Linked DNA regions of Sus scrofa: region 2 is linked to region 1. The links are chromatin contacts, called in public promoter capture Hi-C maps. All regions are on one chromosome and are shown on one strand. The core of a region is the stretch at or near the end of the contact, and the rest is flanking DNA. Distances in the headings are between cores, read along the strand shown. Region 1 overlaps P3H2 (prolyl 3-hydroxylase 2). Region 2 holds the start of P3H2 (prolyl 3-hydroxylase 2).

Region 1 (3,681 bases), core at 874-3,373:
AAGAAGGCATATGCACATTTGGATTTGTTCAGTTTGTATATATGTATACTGATAGGACATCATGCTACCACATATATGTTTGCAATGTTTGACATAAGCCCTGTCTCCTTTCTTGAGATAGAGACCCACTAGACTAGGGCATGATTTATTTCAATTCAGCCTCATTCAGTGACACACTCTATGCTCAAGACATATAATTTGACACTCTGAGCATTATAAACTGGCACATGATTATTTTTTCCTGCTCTGTTGGGACTCAATGTCTAATCTTAAGGGGGTTACATTATGGATACAATTAACTGAATTAAGGTTGCTAAGAAGATTTAGAGATGTGAAATAGAGCACACTGGATGAGGAAATAAAGAGCTTCATGGAGGTAATGACATCTAATTTCATTGAAAGATAAGTGGACTTGTTATAGCCAACAAAAATATCTAATATGAAGTCTTAGACAGCCTGGGTAAGATATCCTTTCCCTTTGAACATCTTTATTCAATGAAGTATTTCTATTTCAACTTTTTTTGAATGGCAGGGTCCCTTCAGGAGTGAACGTGGAGGGAGCAGAAGTTCATGGATTATCAATGGGGAAAAAGTCATCACCCAAGTTAGACCGAGATCTAAGAGAAGGTGAGTATCATTGCATTTTTATGCTTAGAAGGAGGGGACAGAGAGGCTGGGACATGGCCAGCCCTTACGAGCCCATTTTCTCTGAGAAATAAGTAGGACTAAGCTACTCCAGTTCACAAGACTTTCAAAGCAAGGCTTAAAACCAAAAATGTCTCAGGTACACACAGCACTATTTTTGGTTTTCAACAAAAGTGCGTCCAAGTTCACTCACAGGTGGGAACTGTCTGATCATCACTGTCCTCAGCTGAGTACCTGAAGCTTGGAGAGGTTTCCTGGCTTACTTCTCGCACATCTTGGGTGAGTGCTAGAGAGTGTGGAATAGACTGTGTATCAGAGGAACTTGAAGAGACAGGACACAGGAGACATTAGAGTAGTTAACCTGTGGTCCTTGAGGCGTATATATCTGATCAGGGCTTTGAGAAATAAGCAGAATTTGATTGCATTGACAGAAGTGCAGAGGGCAGGCTGTTCAAGTGGATAAAACAATTTCCATGAAGGCACAGAGATGGCTCAAAATTAGGACATTAGATAACCTCAGAATGCGTGGAGAGCTAAGTGAGGTGTTGCTAAAAGTCGTTTCTAAATAGTTTTATTTTATTTATTTTTAATTATACATTTATATGCATCTATGTATGTGTGTTATATATATATATATATATATATATATATATATATATATATATATATAGTGTGTGTGTGTGTGTGTGTGTGTGTGTGTGTATAGTCTTTTTAGGGCCACATACACCACACCCACAGCATGTGGAAGTTCCCAGGCTAGGGGTTGAATCAATCAGAGCTGTAGCTACAGCCACAGCAACGTGGGGTCCAAGCCGCATCTGTGATCTACACCACAGCTCACAGCAATGCTGGGTCCTTAACCCATTGATTGAAGCCAAGGATTGAACTCAAATCCCCATGGATATTAGTCGGGTTTGTTACCATTGAGCCATAATGGGAACTCCTAAATAGTTTTAACTTCTTCTAATAATCCATTATTAGCAAGTATAATACTAACAGCAGTAGTAATACTTAACAATCATGATTATCTCTATATATTTTCAAATTTTACAAACAGATTTATACACACTGCATTTTAAAACTGGCAGCATCTCCTGTGAGACAAGTGTCCCCCCTTCATAGGCAAGAAAACTGAGACGTATGGAGATTAAGTGACTTGAACAAAGTCTCAGAGCTTGTAATAGGTTGAGCAGGCTTTTGAATCCAAATCCCATTTTCTCTTCTTCATCTGATGACAGAACACAGAAGTGTCTAGATATCCGAAATGCATCCCCTATTGATTAAATAATTGCAAGGTAAGAAGAGGTTTTTAAAAACTTGCTTTGAGAAGTACAGTCCTCCTTTCCCCAACAAGAGAGCTGTCAGCACATTCCTCTGCCTAATTTGAAAACTTCTGGCCCTCTACGGCTCTCACATTTCCCAGCCCTTTCCTTCCTCAGCTTCCAGCTCAGTTTGAGGCAGTAAACAGGATAATATGCTCATCTAATCTGACCTGGACCTCAGTTTGTGGCCACAAAGCCCAAGCTGTTTTACAAGTGCCAGAGAACCTCATGGTCAGCCAGAGTTCATGTTGCTTTTTAAGCTGAGAAATCACCCAGGAAATACATGCCAGTAAGCTACCCCTTTGCTGTCAAAGTTTGGGAAACTCCAGGACAGTTGCCAGATTTCAAAGCATTTTTTGTCCCTGGCTACCAGGGGATCTGATGTCCAGAAACTGGCTGGGAAAGCTAATGGGAACAGTAGAACTGAAGACTACACAAGATGAAGAAAAGTCATGATTGACTGGTTACCAGATTCTATCATTTCTGCAGTTGAATGGGCTCATAGATCTTAGGACATTCTCTGGGAATCTACTGGAAAGGCTTCTGTGCAATCGCTAGAGATTAAGATCAGGTCTAAATTAGGAACAGTGGTAGGCAGAGGCAAAGTTCCCAACCAGAAAACACTTTCACATCTTTTTCGGGCTGAAAGCAGATGTCAGGGAGGTGCGAAGGGATTCATATTTCCAGGATAAAATATATTTCAGCTTTTCTTGTCTTCCACAAAGAGTTTGTCATGTCCTCTGGTTACATACTAGTTATGTAGTGGAATTCCTATTGGATGGCTCCCAGCCATTACAATGGGAGTGGCCCAGGACTCCTGCCTTCCAGAGTGACTTCAGTCCATGGAATGTACATGTCATCTTACTGAAAACATCTGTCACTTATCCATTCTTCTTTAAACCACCTGTTTTCCAAAAACCCTGCTTGATAAGAATCCTGGAGTCAGTGGGGGTATAATAGAAATAACTGAATTTGGATTCAGGAGGCTTAGTTTCCAGGAATCATCTTAGTTTGATGTTCTCCAGAGTGATGCATAACTAGAGACTCATCCTCCCTGAGCCCTATGATCCTCAACCTGCAAAAGAAGGAGAGCAGCTCTTTGGAAAGGATGAAGGAGAAAGTCTTCTGTAAACTGTAAAGGGCTGTGTTCATATGAGAGCTTGTTAGCACACTCCCGTCCCAACTTTCATGGCTTTGTATTTGTGGTCAAATATGCCTTCCTGCCATGAACCATAGGCAGTGAACACAAAGGAGCATTTTCCTAGATGATTCTTCTTTATTGCAAATCGAGAGTCAGAGCTAGGCACATACTTTATGAATGAGGGAAGAATTAAGTTGTTTAACTAAATCTCCCTGGACTGTGGTTAAGAATTGGCTGAAGCCATCAAATCAGGCCCTGGGAACCACAACTTATTGGACAACGTTTTTATTTTTATTTTAATGTTTTTCTCTGTCTGGTGTGCTACTAGTCATTTGGAAGCTAGTAGACTTGCTTTTTAAATGGCAGGATTTATTTTTCCTTCTGGATTTTGTTTTTCCTTTTGGTTAATGGGTAGGTAGTTGTTTGTGTTTTTGTGAAATGTATATGTGGGAAACCTCTGTATAGAAATCTGTGCTTAGTGGTGGTTGCATTAGCTACATGAAAGGCAGATTTCTAGTACAGCTTCTGCCTGCACCTGTTACAGTTTGGGTTTTTGAGACTCTGTGTTGCTGT
Region 2 (3,511 bases), core at 583-3,082, 130 kb before region 1:
ATTCTGTGCCAGTGCCAATTCTCCCCCTAAGTTTTCTTAGATCCTTCAACCAGAAGCCAATTTTGCAGGCTCTGCATTTCTACAGCACTTTGAACCCAGTCTAACAGGTACCATTTCTCCCTTGTATTATGGTCCTAGTACATGATGTTTATCTCTGACACAGCACTGTGAGCTCCCGGGGATAAGGATTCTGGCTACTTTGAGAGTAGGTATCCAAAGATGTGAATTTAATTGATATATATTAAATGATAAGGAAATATCACAGAACTTAGATAATCCACAGCAAAGCATCCTGGCACTTTGCTCTCAGTCCCACTCCCACAGCAGGACTTCCTGGCTAGTGTGCTTCAAAACCCTCCACAAGTGGATTAATAACGATGGACCTCAAAGTCTTTATCTGAAAAGAGAGAGAATCCTTAGAGCAAAAGTCTGGGCAGAAGACCCAAGGACAAATTCTGGATTAGTGAACATTCAAAGTATTCAGTACATACCCAGCTCCAAAGTGGAGCTTTTCCATCAGTAGGATAAGCCAAATGAGTGTGGTTTGCTGGAGAAAAGTTAATAAGAGCATGACTCTTTGGGGGTCCTTGAAGTTACAGCACCAAGGCTGTTTATGGTCTGTGTGGTCAAATTCAACACAGTTAATGAAGGAAGGAGCACAAAACTCTGGCAGTCTCCTGGGCATTGTGGTGATTCCACACAAAAGCCTTCTATGGAAGAACTCACATCAACTACATGATAAGTGTTCTTTCCTGTTGCCCTTCCCACTTGCTCACCAGCCTGTTGGCCAGGGAGTCTTTGATAAAATTGCCACAAGCACTAGGAGCCCACAGGAATGCTTATAGGAGGAAGCCTGGAATCAAAGGTCCAGTGCATAAGCGCTCAGGAATCCTTGTGAGAGTGGGAAGCCAAGGAAGACGAAAGAAGGGAACACCTTGGCTCAGAAGGTATTTACCACAGAGGAGAAGCAGAGGAACAGGAAAGCCTGAGCTAGCCCTTCGGAGTTTGGCAGCCACTTCTGTCAGGGTTCCCATTCCTAGATTGATGCTCATTGCTTAAGTCCGGGGGATATTGGATTTATTAAATTGCCTCTTTGTTTAACTCTTACAATGAGAATTTATATCTGAAAATATTTTGTCGTGTTGGGACATTGGTGTACTGTAGGCGATGAGACTGAGGCTCCTTTGTGCGGGATCACAAGGCTGATAAACTGACAAGCAGAATGTTAAGCATAGCTGCTCCTTCCTGCAATAATTCTCTCGGTCCTCTGACACCCTCATCTGCACAGAAAGGTGGGCTATTCGTTGTTCCCTTGGCCCTTCCCCTTTCCCCAAGGCACAGCCACAACCAAAGTGGGATGAGAAGGCAAGGGAGGACTTTCCTTAAAGGAAGCGGCCCTAAACTTTGATTCCAGTGGCCCAAGATTGAGTCCTTCCTTTGTCTTTTCACTGTTCTATAAACTTGGACTAATCACTTTTCTCCACAAGCCACAAGTTTCCTCACAGCCTGAGATGGAGCTTCAATGCTTCACGTGAAGTCGAAAGGCTTTGCAAACGTCGGACAAATTGCGGAAAACGATGAGAGCCCTCATCTCACTAAGCTGCATTTTTTCCTCCCTAAAAAGGGAGTAATCATATCCATTCTGAAAGGGACCCCACTTCAGGCTCTGCTTGCCCGCTGGATCCTCAGCGGCACTGGCTCCTTGGCTGGCACTGGGGTGTGCAGCCCCTGGCCTCCTGGCGGCTGCCAGCCACTCGGGAAGGCTCCGGCAGCAGGAGGAGCATGTGAGCTGTGGGCGTCCCTTTAAGAACGGCCGGCCGGGCCGGCCTCCGCCTCTCAGTTCGCCGAGCGCGGCCGGTCACCTGAGGCTCAAAGGGCAGCCGCTTGGCGGCGGGGCTGGCGGTTTCGCCCGCAAAGACAAGAGACCGGACTAGGACGCCAGCTGCCGGGAGCCGACTGAGTGCGGGGCCGGCCGGCGCTTGTCTGCGGCGGAGGATGCGGGAGCGCATCTGGGCGCCGCTGCCGCTGCTGCTGCCCTGTCTACTGCTGCCGCCGCCGCTGTGGGGTGGCCCCCCGGACGGCCCGCACCAGAGGCGGGAGCCCGAGCCCGGGCCTCTGCAGCCCTTCGACCTGCTCTACGCCAGCGGCGTGGCCGCTTACTACAGCGGGGACTACGAGCTGGCCGTGCGCGACCTGGAAGCGGCGCTGCGCAGCCACCGGCGCCTGCTGGAGATCCGCGCGCGCTGCGCCCGCCACTGCACCGCGCGCCGCCCGCTCGCGCCCCCGGGCGCCGGCCCCGGGGCCGAGCTGCCCTTCTTCCGCTCGCTGCTCGAGCGGGCTCGCTGCTACCGCAGCTGCCAGAGCCAGCGCCTCGGGGGCCCCGCGTCTCGCCACCGTGCCAGCGAGGATGTGCGCAGCGACTTCCAGCGCAGAGTGCCCTACAACTACCTGCAGCGGGCCTACCTCAAGGTACCCAGAGCGCACACTTCACGTCTTTCGCGGCGCCGGGATGCAGTGGAGCCCTCCCCCGGGACACCTGTCCCCTGTCCGTCACTCTGCTCCTTAGCGGGTCAGACTGGGTCTCCTCTAATGGTTCTGTCTCATGTGTGGATCTAGCCATCTGGTGGCCCGTGTTGTGTAACCAACACTAGATGAACCTGGGCAAGCCATTAGCTCTCTCAACATCCACTTCTATCTCAAAAAGGGGACTGTACTGATAAGATGATGATTCCAGTACTGTCTGTACGTTGGCAGAGCCGAGTCCACTATAAGGTCTCTGGGCTTCATTCCTTGATCTAGCGTCACCCTGGTTCTCTTCCATCTCCATTCATACATCCTTTCTACACTCCGGTGTGCACCTTTTCTTTGAAGTTTAAAAGAAAGCATTCTGTGAATGGCAGAGTTTAAAGTAGACTTGTTCTGAAACCAATTCCTCTGTCTTTTCCCTTGCACGTACAAAAAGAAAAAAAAAAAGGATCTAAGTTTAAAGAGAAGGTATGCGTGGAAGAGGAGAATCTGTGTGAGTCAGTCTCACCAAAAGTGTCTATCTGAAGTTCTGGCTCTTTCTCTTTTGATAGAGGGCTTCTAGTTTCTGGAGGTAAGCACTGGACTGAGTTATTAGAGGATATCAGAGGTCCTCTTCTGGTTTTATTTCTGTATGTTCAGCTTGCCTGAGGTTAGTGTCAGGCAAGTAGATGGGAAAGTAGACTGTATATTTTGACATTTTCCCCACATTCACAATTTTGAAGATCTGTGTGGATGCTTCAGCAGAGAGCATTAAGCCTGTATGCCTCAATGCCCCACTCTCACTCATCCATATTGCTCTCAACTTACACCTTCTCCCTTCTGCCTTTCTATGTCAATATATCATTGTCTCTTCTGCAGCTGTTGGAGAACTGCCAGCCAGTGGACCCGGCTGCATTTCAGGGGTGGTGGAAATACACACCATGTACAGATATTCAGATGCCTTTTGCAGCTCATGCGGCAAGGTTTCTGCCCTCACAGTTGACAG

The links. Promoter capture Hi-C pulls out the DNA fragments that hold promoters and counts their contacts.
Region 2: a promoter capture Hi-C map of liver shows a contact between it and region 1, with 5 times the contacts expected there. The contact joins the promoter of P3H2 here to the enhancer-like site in region 1. A contact is called at or near these places in 4 of 5 promoter capture datasets (fetal liver, fetal skeletal muscle and liver), 19 of 47 Hi-C or Micro-C datasets (adipocytes, embryonic fibroblasts, epiblast stem cells and 13 more) and 1 of 2 datasets of contacts at active chromatin or transcription factors (skeletal muscle).

What each region holds. Positions count from the first base shown.
Region 1 is chr13:127,439,358-127,443,038 of Sscrofa11.1, reverse strand. It overlaps P3H2 (prolyl 3-hydroxylase 2), which reads left to right. Exons shown (of 15, transcript XM_021070049.1): 8 at 533-627. Among named protein-coding and RNA genes, the nearest start is that of P3H2, 130 kb to the left of the region's middle. Within about 2 kb of position 2,123, at least 10 of the 83 cell types and tissues checked have an H3K27ac peak or open chromatin away from gene starts, as enhancers often do. A contact at or near this core is called in fetal skeletal muscle, liver, omental adipose tissue and 3 more, where this site is marked.
Region 2 is chr13:127,570,486-127,573,996 of Sscrofa11.1, reverse strand. It overlaps P3H2 (prolyl 3-hydroxylase 2), which reads left to right and starts at 1,832. Exons shown (of 15, transcript XM_021070049.1): 1 at 1,832-2,469. The coding sequence starts at 1,996.